2 separate regions of the Mus musculus genome follow, and region 2 is linked to region 1. A link is a contact called in public promoter capture Hi-C data. All regions are on one chromosome and are shown on one strand. The core of a region is the stretch at or near the end of the contact, and the rest is flanking DNA. Distances in the headings are between cores, read along the strand shown.

The links. Promoter capture Hi-C pulls out the DNA fragments that hold promoters and counts their contacts.
Region 2: a promoter capture Hi-C map of second pharyngeal arch cranial neural crest shows a contact between it and region 1. The contact joins the promoter of Rnf149 here to the promoter of Cnnm3 in region 1.

The regions. Positions count from the first base shown.
Region 1 is chr1:36,509,219-36,514,797 of GRCm38.p6, forward strand. It overlaps Cnnm3 (cyclin M3), which reads left to right and starts at 2,649. Exons shown (of 8, transcript NM_053186.3): 1 at 2,649-3,935. The coding sequence starts at 2,693.
Region 2 is chr1:39,574,365-39,579,943 of GRCm38.p6, forward strand. It overlaps Rnf149 (ring finger protein 149), which reads right to left and starts at 2,983. Exons shown (of 7, transcript NM_001033135.3): 1 at 2,463-2,983. The coding sequence starts at 2,910.

The DNA of each region.
Region 1 (5,579 bases), core at 1,399-3,898:
AGGTTATCGCTCAGAAGCGCAGCTGTGGAACAGTTTGGTGGCAAGCACACGTGCTGAGAACTAGCATGTGCAGTCTTGGGCACCAAGGCCAGAGAACCCCGCAGGGCTGGAATGGGAGGTTGTTTTATTTGTGCTTGGTAGAGGGTCTCCATGTGGAGCCCACGTTGGTCTCATGTGGTGGTGACCCACTGCCTCTAGCTCCTGGGTGCTGGTATCACAGGCATGCACCACCATGTTTCGTTTGTTTGAGACAGGGTTTCTATTATGTACCTTTAGCTGTCCTGGAACTTGCCCTGTAGACCAGCCTGGCTTCAAACTCAGAGATTCACCTGCCTCTATCTCCCAAGTGCTGGGATTCGAGATGTGTGCCACCACGCCCAGCCCTGGTTGGTAACGTTGTTTTTGAGCTGGCTGGTCTCCATTTGCTTTCCTTTCTTCCAGTACCCTGGGTAAGCTGTTCGTGCTGGCACGTGTCATCTCAGCACACAAGAGACTGAGGCAGTAGCATCAGGAATTTGAGGCCAGCCTAGGCTACAAAGGAAGGCCCTGCCATCAGGGGAAAAAGATTTGCACTTGGGTAGGCAATGGAAAGAATACCCCAAATGAAAGGCTAACGTAGAAATGTGTATACAGGGATGGGATGAAGTTGGAGCCGTGTATACAGAGATGGGATAAAGTTGGAGCGGTCTGTTGTCCATCACAAGTGTGTTTGGTGCTGAACCCCTGCGACATACCAGCTGCTCTAGCTTTGTGGGGAAGAGATCATTGTCCCAGGCCTTCGCCCCTCCTGTCACTTCTCTCTGGGACCTTTCTTCCCAGACCTTATAAGGCTTGCCCCTCATATCAACCTCTGTTCAAATGTTCCCTCCTTGATTACCTACATCTCCGTTAGCATCATCTCCCCAATGTTTCCTCGTCCTCTCCTTATAACACTTCCAACCGGGTCTTAAAATGTTTCCTGGGATCCCAGCACTGGTTCTGAGCACCACGAGGGTGGAAGCTGTTGTCCCTGCCAGAGTTCCAGCCTTTGGGAAGTTACCTGTCCCGCACACACTCAGTGTAGGAAATGCTTGTCACACGAGCAAATGAAGAGCACATGGAGCTAAGATGCACAAGCTAGCCAGGGAGATCATACCTTGCCCCCATTTATGAGGTGTTTGCTTTGTTACATTTTTTTATTGTTATTTTAAAATTGATGTTTGGCCAGGCAGTAGTGGCACATGTCTTTAATCCCAGCACTTGGGAGGCAGAGGCAGGTGGATTTCTGAGTTCGAGGCCAGCCTGGTCTACAGAGTTCCAGGACAGCCAGGGCTACACAGAGAAACACTGTCTCAAAAAAAAAATTGATGTTTGTATGTGTATGTTTGCGTGTATGCACATATGCCATGTGGGACTGTTTCAGTTATGTCTACAGAATCCATTTTAGAAAAAAAATTCAAGAGGCTGGAGAGATGGACTCAGTGGTTAAGAGCACTTACCACTCTTGCAGAAGGCCTGGTTCCCAGAACCAACATGGTGGCTCACAAATGTCAACTCTAGTTCCAGGGGATGTAGTGCCCTCTTCTAGCCTCCTTCGGCACCTGCATACACAACACACATACATACACTTGGGCCCACACAGACACAAAACAAAACAAAACATATGTATAAGATGTGTACATGTCTTAGTACATTTAGGGAGAAAGTAGAGAGAAAAATGCAAAAAACAGGGATACCCATAGAGAAGCTAATCCCATAAAGACCACATACAATGAACGAAGAATGCTCCATCTGATCATGCAGGTGTCTTCCAAAATAAGGACAAAAAGAACCCTCTCAAACAGCTTTCTCAACCCGAGGAATCAGAATAAACTGTGGTTGTGAAGCTAGCATGTATGGAAATTCCTGACAGCTGCTATCTCCCTGCATGGCTGAATGACCCGAATGTCAGGTGCATGTCAGAAACCAAAGGCACACAGAATCAGTCTCTAAACATCGTTTTATTGTAAGCTTAATTACATGAAACAAGTGTGAAGATTCAAGGAAACAGATTTTTCTGGGTTTGAGTATTTACTATGGACCTTCCTATCAAGGCATCTTCCTCAAAAGCAGGTGTCTGTCTTGATATCCACAGAGCCCAACGCAAAGCTAAGAGACTTTAGCTTTAAAACAAACCAATAGAGCTGGGTGAGGTTAAGAATGTGTGCTGAGGACCAGAGTTCAGTTCCCAGCACAGCTTCCCATTAGCTTGGAACTCCAGCTCCAGGGGGAATTCGACGCCCTCTTGCGTCTGCCCAAAGCACTGCCCTCGCAAGCGCAAACCCACATACAAATACAAATGATAAGAAAATGTTTTAAACAAACGACTCCAGGTTTCCCTGTGCCCAGTCCCTGGTTCTTATTCAGCCCTTAGCCTTGCTGGCCAGAGGGTTAATGACCTTCCTTTGCTCGTCCACACGCGCCGGGAACTCCGAGGCCGTCCCAGACAGCCGCCCCGCGTCCTCCCTTGCCTGCGGAGCCCCACGCCCCTCCGGCTCGCCCCGCCCCGCGCCGCTTGTTTACTCCCCGGCGCAGCCTAGTTCTCCCCAGAGCCCGCCCCCGCCAGCCGCTTATTGGTCAAAGTGACGCGGAGGCCCGCGCCGATTGGCTGCAACAACAGAGGCGCGGGTGAGTGGGGTAGGCTGCGCCCGAGGCCCAGAAGGGGTAGCAGGCCATGGCGGCGGCTGCTGCGGCTGTGGTGGGTTGGTTGGGCTGGGTGCTTGCCGCGTTCTGTCTGGGCAGCACCGCAGGGGAGGCGGCGCCGGCGCCGGGCGCGGGACTGCTGAACTTCTGCACGGAAGAGGACAGCGCACCGGGCGCGGGCTCCCTGCGCGGAAGGGCAGCGCCAGAGGCCACTTTGTGCTTGCGACTCTTCTGCTCCGGCTTGGCCAACAGCTCCTGGACCTGGGTAGCCGCCGAGGGCGCAGGCTGCCCGGAGGGCGGACGGGCCACGGAGCCCGAGGAGGCGGCCGCCCCGACGGGCGAGTGGCGCGCGCTGCTGCGCCTGCGCGCCGAGGCCGGCCACCCGCGCTCCGCGCTGCTGGCGGTGCGCGTGGAGCCGGGTGGTGGGGCCGCGGAGGAGGCGGCGCCGCCCTGGGCGCTGGGGCTGGGGGCGGCCGGGCTGCTGGCCCTGGCGGCGGTGGCGCGCGGCCTGCAGCTGAGCGCGCTGGCGCTGGCGCCGGCCGAGGTGCAGGTGCTGCGCGAGAGCGGCTCGGAGGCGGAGCGCGCGGCGGCGCGGCGCCTGGAACCCGCGCGGCGCTGGGCCGGCTGCGCCCTGGGCGCGCTGCTGCTTCTGGCCAGCCTGGCGCAGGCGGCACTGGCCGTGCTGCTGTACGGGGCGGCGGGCCAGCGCGCCGTGCCCGCCGTGCTGGGTTGCGCGGGGCTGGTGTTCCTGGTGGGTGAGGTGCTGCCGGCCGCCGTGAGCGGACGCTGGGCGCTGGCGCTGGCGCCGCGCGCGTTGGGCCTCAGCCGCCTGGCGGTGCTGCTCACCTTGCCCGTGGCGCTGCCGGTCGGGCAGCTGCTGGAGCTGGCAGCGCGGCCGGGGCGTCTGCGGGAGCGCGTGCTGGAGCTGGCGCGCGGCGGCGGCGACCCCTACAGCGACCTCAGCAAGGGAGTGCTGCGCTCCCGGACCGTGGAGGACGTGCTCACGCCGCTCGAAGACTGCTTTATGCTGGACTCCGGCACTGTCCTAGACTTCAGCGTCCTCGCCAGCATCATGCAGAGCGGCCACACGCGCATCCCAGTGTACGAGGAGGAGCGCTCCAACATCGTGGACATGCTCTACCTCAAAGACTTGGCTATCGTTGAGCCCGAGGACTGCACACCGCTCAGCACCATCACCCGCTTCTACAACCATCCACTCCACTTTGTCTTCAACGATACCAAACTGGACGCTGTCCTGGAGGAGTTCAAGCGAGGTAAGGGGACGCCCCTGTTAGAAAGGCCCCAGAAAGTGATGGCCTTGTACCTGCGAATGACCTTTGGAAATATTTAAAGACCCACCTTTTAGAAGCGGAAGGAAGTGCTATGGGAGTCTGATGCGGGAGGATCGGAAGGTGGTTACCCTGTTTGTTAAATAGAAAATTTTAAAAAAGTTGGGGATGTAGCTCAGTGCTTGCCTAACATACATGAAGCCCTGACCATTACCCAGTACCACATAAACCCAAGCAGTGGCCTACCTACTTAGAAGGATGGAAGCCGGCCTGGACTAAAGATTCTGTCTCAAAAGTAAATGAATGAATAAAAAGATCCATTGGCAGGCAGCAAGCATGCCTACTTGGCTCTAATCCCAGAGGTTTCCTTCTCCTGGGCTGTATTGTGCACTTGGGCTTCCTAGTTGCCCCAGATTCTTGGATAGTAACTAAAATGATGTCAAGAGGGTTAGGTAACTGGAAACTGTTGTCTTTGCCTTTTTAGCATTAAATTAGCTGGACCTGTAATGGTTCCTGGCCCTTTCAGATTGTGGGATTAGAAAGGACTCATAATACTTACTGTGGGTACTGAGAGAACTTCCATTTTAATGTCATCGGAAGCAACTCATGAATAATGACTTAATTTTCCTTCCTGGCTTTTTTCTCCCTCTTAATTTTTTTTTTTTTTGAGATTTTTATTGTTATGTTTATGAGTGCCTGTGTTGTTCCTCATGCATGCAGTGCCTATGGAAGCCAGAAGAAGGCGCTAGGTTCCTTGAGACTGGAATTACAGCCAGCCACCCTGCTGGTCCTGGGAACTGAACCCTGCATCCTCTGGTGCTCTTGCTTCCTCTCTTTCATTTAAATTGTTTTTCAGTGCATGTCAGCTACCTGCTCTTCCCTAACCCCATCTCCATTCTCCCCTTTTTTACCTTAATGTCTCCTTTCATTCTTTTTGAGCAACCCCTATTTTTTTGTTTTGTTTGTTTGTTTTGTTTTGTTTGTTTGTTTGAAACAGTGTTTCTCTGTGTAGCCCTGGCTGTCCAGGACCTCACTCTGTAGACCAGGCTGGCCTCAAACTCAGAAATCTGCCTGCCTCTGCCTCCCGAGTGCTGGGATTAAAGGCGGCGCCACCACGGCCTGGCGATCAGCCCTTTTTTGTTTTTTAAGATGTACTTATTTTCTGTGTGTGAGTGTTTTGCCTGCATGTGTTTATGTACACGGTGTGTGTGTCTGGTGCCTGAGACAGTCAGAAGAGGGCTTCGGATCCCCCAGAACTGGAGTTACAAATGGTTGTGAGGCACCGTATGGGTGCTGGCAACAAAACCCAGGTCTTCTGCAAGAGCAAATACATGTGAACATCTAAAGTTGAAAGTAAAAACTATGAGCCGCTCCACATATTTAAATGTGGACCCCTAGGGGACAGGTGGCACATACATTCAGTCCCAGCACTTAGGAAAGCAGAAGCAGGCGGATGTCTGAGTGCACGAACACCCAGGGCTACACAGTCTTGAAACAAAAACAAGGTATAGGCTCCTCTATAACACTCCATGCTCCTCCTTGGGCTGCTTTGCAGAGCATGGGTGCTCCTGCGCACCAGACGTGCTTCCTTGGAGTGGAGGGTGGATGTGCACCAGGGCTCTGGCTGGA
Region 2 (5,579 bases), core at 1,733-4,232, 3.1 Mb after region 1:
GTCCTTACTGCTGTTCTGAGAGTGTGATCTTAAAGTACTGATTCTTTAAAATCCTCCATTTCAATAATGACTTAAAATTTTAAAGCTATGTAGTGCTAGATTCCAGTAAGAGAAGCAATGAGTTTCAGAAGAACTGGAAAACTATTCCCTACAACATAGGAAAGTTATCAGTATTCAATTTTAGAAGCACACTTCTACCTGTTTCATAGAAATCCAGTGTTACACAGAAGCACTAAGAACAGCTCAATCAGTGGGGTTTCCAGGCTTCAGCTACATTTTGACTAAACGGAGGAAACCAATCTAAGTCTAAACAGCCTCAGTGGCTCTAAAAAATGATATTCAATCAAATTTAAATAAGGTCTGTCAAAGCTGGCTTCTCCCATCTTAATTCTTCTCAAGTGCCAGATTATCAATACCTGGTACCCAAATGGACTAAGTTCTATGAGAGCTAACTTCCCCATCTTTGCAGTGTCTACAGCTGAAGATCAAGGGTCTAACTTTATTTCTAGTTTTTCCTGTTTATCAGTCACACTGCTACCAAATTAATTTTCCTTTGGCCAGTGGTTCAAAATGCTAGATAATTTTGTTGCTCCCTGTAGTTCTGGCAAAATCTCAAGGTATTTCTGATTGTTACAAGTGTGGGGAAAACTTCTAGAATGTGGGAAGGCAGGAATGTAGCTAAACATCCTGTAGGTCACCAAGTAATAAAGGACCAAGTTTTAAAAGGCTTTTGCATGTTTCTTTAGGGATCTAACTTAAAGGGACTCCAGGAAGATTCAGTCACTTGCATGGGTACTTTCATGAACTTTCCAAAAGGTAATGATCCTCCCTTTAAATAAAACAAAACAAAAAACGGCAACTATTATTATCCTAAGAAAACTAGAAAGAAGGCAAATAATGGGGAAGGAAGTGTCCCTCCAAAGGAAGATTCTAGTCAACATGATTGAGGTGTTTTCCTGGGTCCAGATAAATTATATGTCAACAATATAAACAAGAAAGATTGCTGAGCCATGTTTAGAACAAGAGGTGTCTGCTTGGTAGGATGTCAATGTCATTATCAAAAAATGCAGAAGGGTAGAGTTAGAAAATTGTAGGGTAATGAGCTTGTCACTGAAAAGAAAACGGTCTACATTAGATGTGCGTGCATCCACACATGTACACACCCAACATCGAGGAGTCACACCGGCCTATCTTCGCTGACAGAACTTAACTTGGGAACATATATCTGGGATGCTAGGATCTCTCAGGAGCCTTGTGGAAAGATGGTGTGTGGACAGTGACAATTAGGCTGATTTGCAATCAGCGGACTAACTGCCTGAGTCAACACCACCGCAGGGACATCGGTCTATTCTCACCCACCACCGTGGTCCACAGCCAACAAACTCTTGAGTTCTTAAAGACCCGACTTCTCTGGACATTTCTCCATTCTAGCAGATTACTTTCACACCATTTCAAGTGTTCCTTACCTTCTCTTACTTCACCCTGCTATGCTTCTGCAATTTATACCCATTTCTCTCCTAATCTGGAGTCAACCAAGAAAAAAAGAGTTGATCTGTACTCGTAGCTCACTTCCTTGTCATCAAATGGCCATCATTCCCAACCGCGTTAAAAAAAATGGTTAAACCCAAGGTCACTTTTCTGTCTTTATAAGCTCTGTGTCGCATGCACACCAAAACAGAACGAGAACAAAAATGCAGTACAGGAAGAAAGATGTCTTAGCTAGTAGCAGAAACTTAAAAACCCTAATCACAGGAAATTCAGAATGAGTCAACCGTGTGATGCCTAAAGCTAATGTGATCTTAGAAGGCACAAGAGAAACACAATCAAATTCTGGGTCCCCGGAGAGAACTCTGTCCCAAGGATGACATTTTGCAAACTCATCCTTGTCTGTCCCCTGGAACAGCGTGTTTAGAGGTGGCCTCCTGACAGAGGTAGCAAGGCCTTTCTTTCCTTCAATGAAAACAGTTTAAAAAAAAAAATTCATCTGAATTCAAACTGTCCAAACCAGGAGCTAGTGCGATCACCCTACATGCGTCGAGAGAGAAACTACAGCAAGAAAACCCAGGTTTTTTGATCCAGGGTTTTGAAAACACTCATATTCGCCTCATCGAGAGGAAGAAACCACATCGAGTAGCCACTTTAGGTTGGTGAAGAGACAATGCGAGCCTGGCGGCGCCAGCCGTCCACTCCTACACACTCTCCACTCAACCAACTTTGGGAGTCCGTGAGCCGACCTTAGGAAGCGACCCGGGTTCGGGAATCTGTAGAGTTACTGAACTCCGTAGGACCTGCCACCGGTGTGTTTGCTACTCCCCGGCCGAGGGCCCTTCCCAGCTTTCTCACCCTCCCGAGGTGAAGCTCCGATCCTGCAGCGTGTGCACGCACTTCCCTCTCCACACCACCCGGGGAACCACCAGGCTCGCCCCGGCCGCGGCCAGCGGCCCAGCGCCCGGCCTGCTCACCCGCGTGAGACATGGGCTCGGTGGCGTTCCCGTTGCTCTCCAGGTTGTAGACCACCACGGCCGAGGCGTTCCTCCGCGCCGCCGCCAGCACCTTGTCCTTGAAGGTGCAGCCGCCTCGCGCCACCAGCGCCACCCAGGGCGCGTTGCCGAGGGCGCCGGGCGCCACGAAGCGCGTGTCGGGCGCGCAGCCCTCCGCGGGCGCGGGCGCGCGCGGGACGCCCACCAGGCCCTGCCTCTCCTCCCGGAGCGAGCTTTCTCCGAAGCGGCCGCTCTCCGACACGCTCCACACCGTCAGGTTCGACTGCGGGTCCACGTATTCGATGCTCACCATGGCCGAGTACCACTCGAGCGCCCCGCCGCCCACCCCGGGAGTACACAAGGCCAGCGCCAGCACCGCGAGTGCGTCCCGGGCTCCCACGCCGGCCGCGGGCCGCCGCCGCGCCGCCATGGCCGCCCGGCCGGGCTACTGAGGAAGAAGAGCGCGAGTCAGAACGAGGCGACTCACTCCAGGCTGGCCCACAGCTTTGAGGAGACGGCGGCGGCTCGCGAGAGACCGCCGAGCGCGGCGGGGGCGGACCCGCGGCGCACGCGCACCTGGAGGGGCGTGACCGGGGCGTGGCGACGGAAGGGGTGGGGCCCTGCCCGCGGGCGTGAGGAGTGCGCAGGCGCCAGGGTCTGTGCCGCAGGGCTGTGGGCGGCCGAGCTGAAGCTTGCAGATGCTGCAGAGAGTTGTGCAACCCTGCTGCCAGAGTCCCCAAGTCTGGGGAAGTTTGTGCGCTCCGGGTCGGCCAGCGTGGGACTGCGGTTGTGTAAAGTTTCTCAGAGGGTGGAGTTGACTGTGCAAGGCACGCGGCAAAAGCCTGGCTGCCTAAACCACTTAAACAAACAAGCAAACAACAACAAAAACCACTAAGTCAAGTTGTCCAGATGCCTTTTGTTACAAACTCTGTAATATATTAAATTCTTTGTTGCTCTTTTCTCAATGGTTGCCTTCGAGCCCTTTCTTCCTTCTCCTTAGTTTATGTGTGCCTCTGTTTGGACGAAGACGAAGGTGCTACATTAATCAAAAGGGGGGAAAAAGGGGAAAGGATTTGTTTGGAGGTAAATGGTGGCTGATAGATAGTCCTTCGACAACACAGTGGGTGGATACTTTCAGTGTACCATTAAAAGATCCTGAACACACTAAACATAGTTAAATGCAAGTATGGTAACTCTGCTCCGGTAAAATCTTGAGTAGAGCTGAGATTTGAGATGCTCTGGTAGATCAACCCCAGCGAACCTGAAAGGTATTTCCTTTGAAGAATGTGAAGTCTGACTAGACCCGAATAAACACAGGAGATCTCTCCATAACGCTGAGGAGACATCACACCCGAGTTACCAAATATCAAAAGACATTTAAAATACCTCTTCATATATGAGCTACTGAATATCAAAATGTATTTAAACCTAAGAAGTGGACACTTAAGTGATGGACTTAATGCATAGCTATACATTGTTAGGCACTATTCTGAAGACATACACACACAGGCATATACTGTGACAGACCTTCAACTCATCCCTAAGCCTGACTTATATTATCCTTTTTATCTGAGGGGCCTCAGGTCACCTCACAGATCTCTGTTGTATTGGTCAAACCAGTTTCTCCTGAGAACCAGTTCTATAAAGGAACACCAAGTCTTTAATTACACTGGACTTTCAGCAGAGGCCTGCTTCGATTCTGATGGAGCAACTGAACTCATGATTTCAAAACTCACTCACTATGCCGTTGTGCTGCCGCATTTCTGAACCATGTTCCCTGTGAGGCTTGCTCATGTTGTTTCCCCCTCTTTACTCAGTGTGAGCAAATGCCAAAAGTCCCCTTTGTGTGGCAATAAACTGTGTGATTCGTGAAATCATCGTCAGTCTCTTTATTTCTACCAAACAAACCACTAAGGAGCTGGAAATGAAGTTCAGGGCTTTGATTTCTGATTGACTCACTAGTCTTCCTTCTTTGTGCAAGAGTTTATAATTACAGGAAGTAGTTTGTTGGGGCCCAGACCAATATGTTTTAGGTTAGACCTGGTTCTTTTTATCTTTTGGATTGCATCTGTGGTATGAGACACAGCCTGAGTTCCAGCTAGGAGTAGCTTTAAAGTTAAACCTCTTCTCCCACTCCCATTACTAAAATAATGTATTTATTTTTATTTTATGTATGTGAGTGTTTTGCCTGCATATATATCTATTCACCATGTATGTTTTATGTCCCTTGACTAGCCCTGGAACTGGAGTTATAGACTATTGCCAGCCACTATATGGGTGCTCAGAATCAAACCTAGGTTCTTAACCACTGACCCATCGCCCCAGCCCCAGGAAAGCATGTTTTAAAGGCCAATAGGATTTCCAGGTTAAGGCCTTTCCCATGTTTTAGACCCAGAACAAGATGGTGTGTTTCAGCCTGAGGAACACTCCCGAGAACCCCTGGCGCTGTGCTTCAGCAATGCAAAGGCTTTTAGTTCCCAGAACACAGCGCTGTGGTTTCTTGCTGTCTGACACATTATTTCCTTCTTCCTGAAATGACCTCTTCCTTCTGCCTCTTGTTCGGGCAAACACTACATTGGTTTTGAAATTTTAACCCTTCAGCTGTTTCTTCTGTAAAACCTGTCTTGGCTGACCATGGGCTAACAAAAGCTCGGTTTCCCATGTCACTTGTGCATAATATGTATGCACATTAATTTCATGCTACCAATACTGATTTCGGAATAAGGTTTGGGGCCTTCATAAGGGCCAGGATTTCTTGCTTGCTCTCTTCGAGTGCCAGCTTCAACTAGCAGTATGTTGGGAGCATGCAGATGTAAGTTTACTCTGACCAGTGGGGAACGGGGGCTTCCAAGTTCTAGGCTAGTGAGTGTGAATCTCCATGTGATAGCTGGAGTGGGATGCAAACCTGCAGAGTTTCTAAATCCCAGTCCCTCCAATGATGTGTTTATAAAAAGATAAAGAGAAGATGGGATATGTTCTATGGGAGTATGTGGTGAGGTGTGGGGGAAGGGGGTGTCTCTGCAGGCCCATGCCAAGGCAACCCTTCCCCCTGAGGGACCAGCCACATGATGGTATAGTATAGAATAGATAGAATAGAGT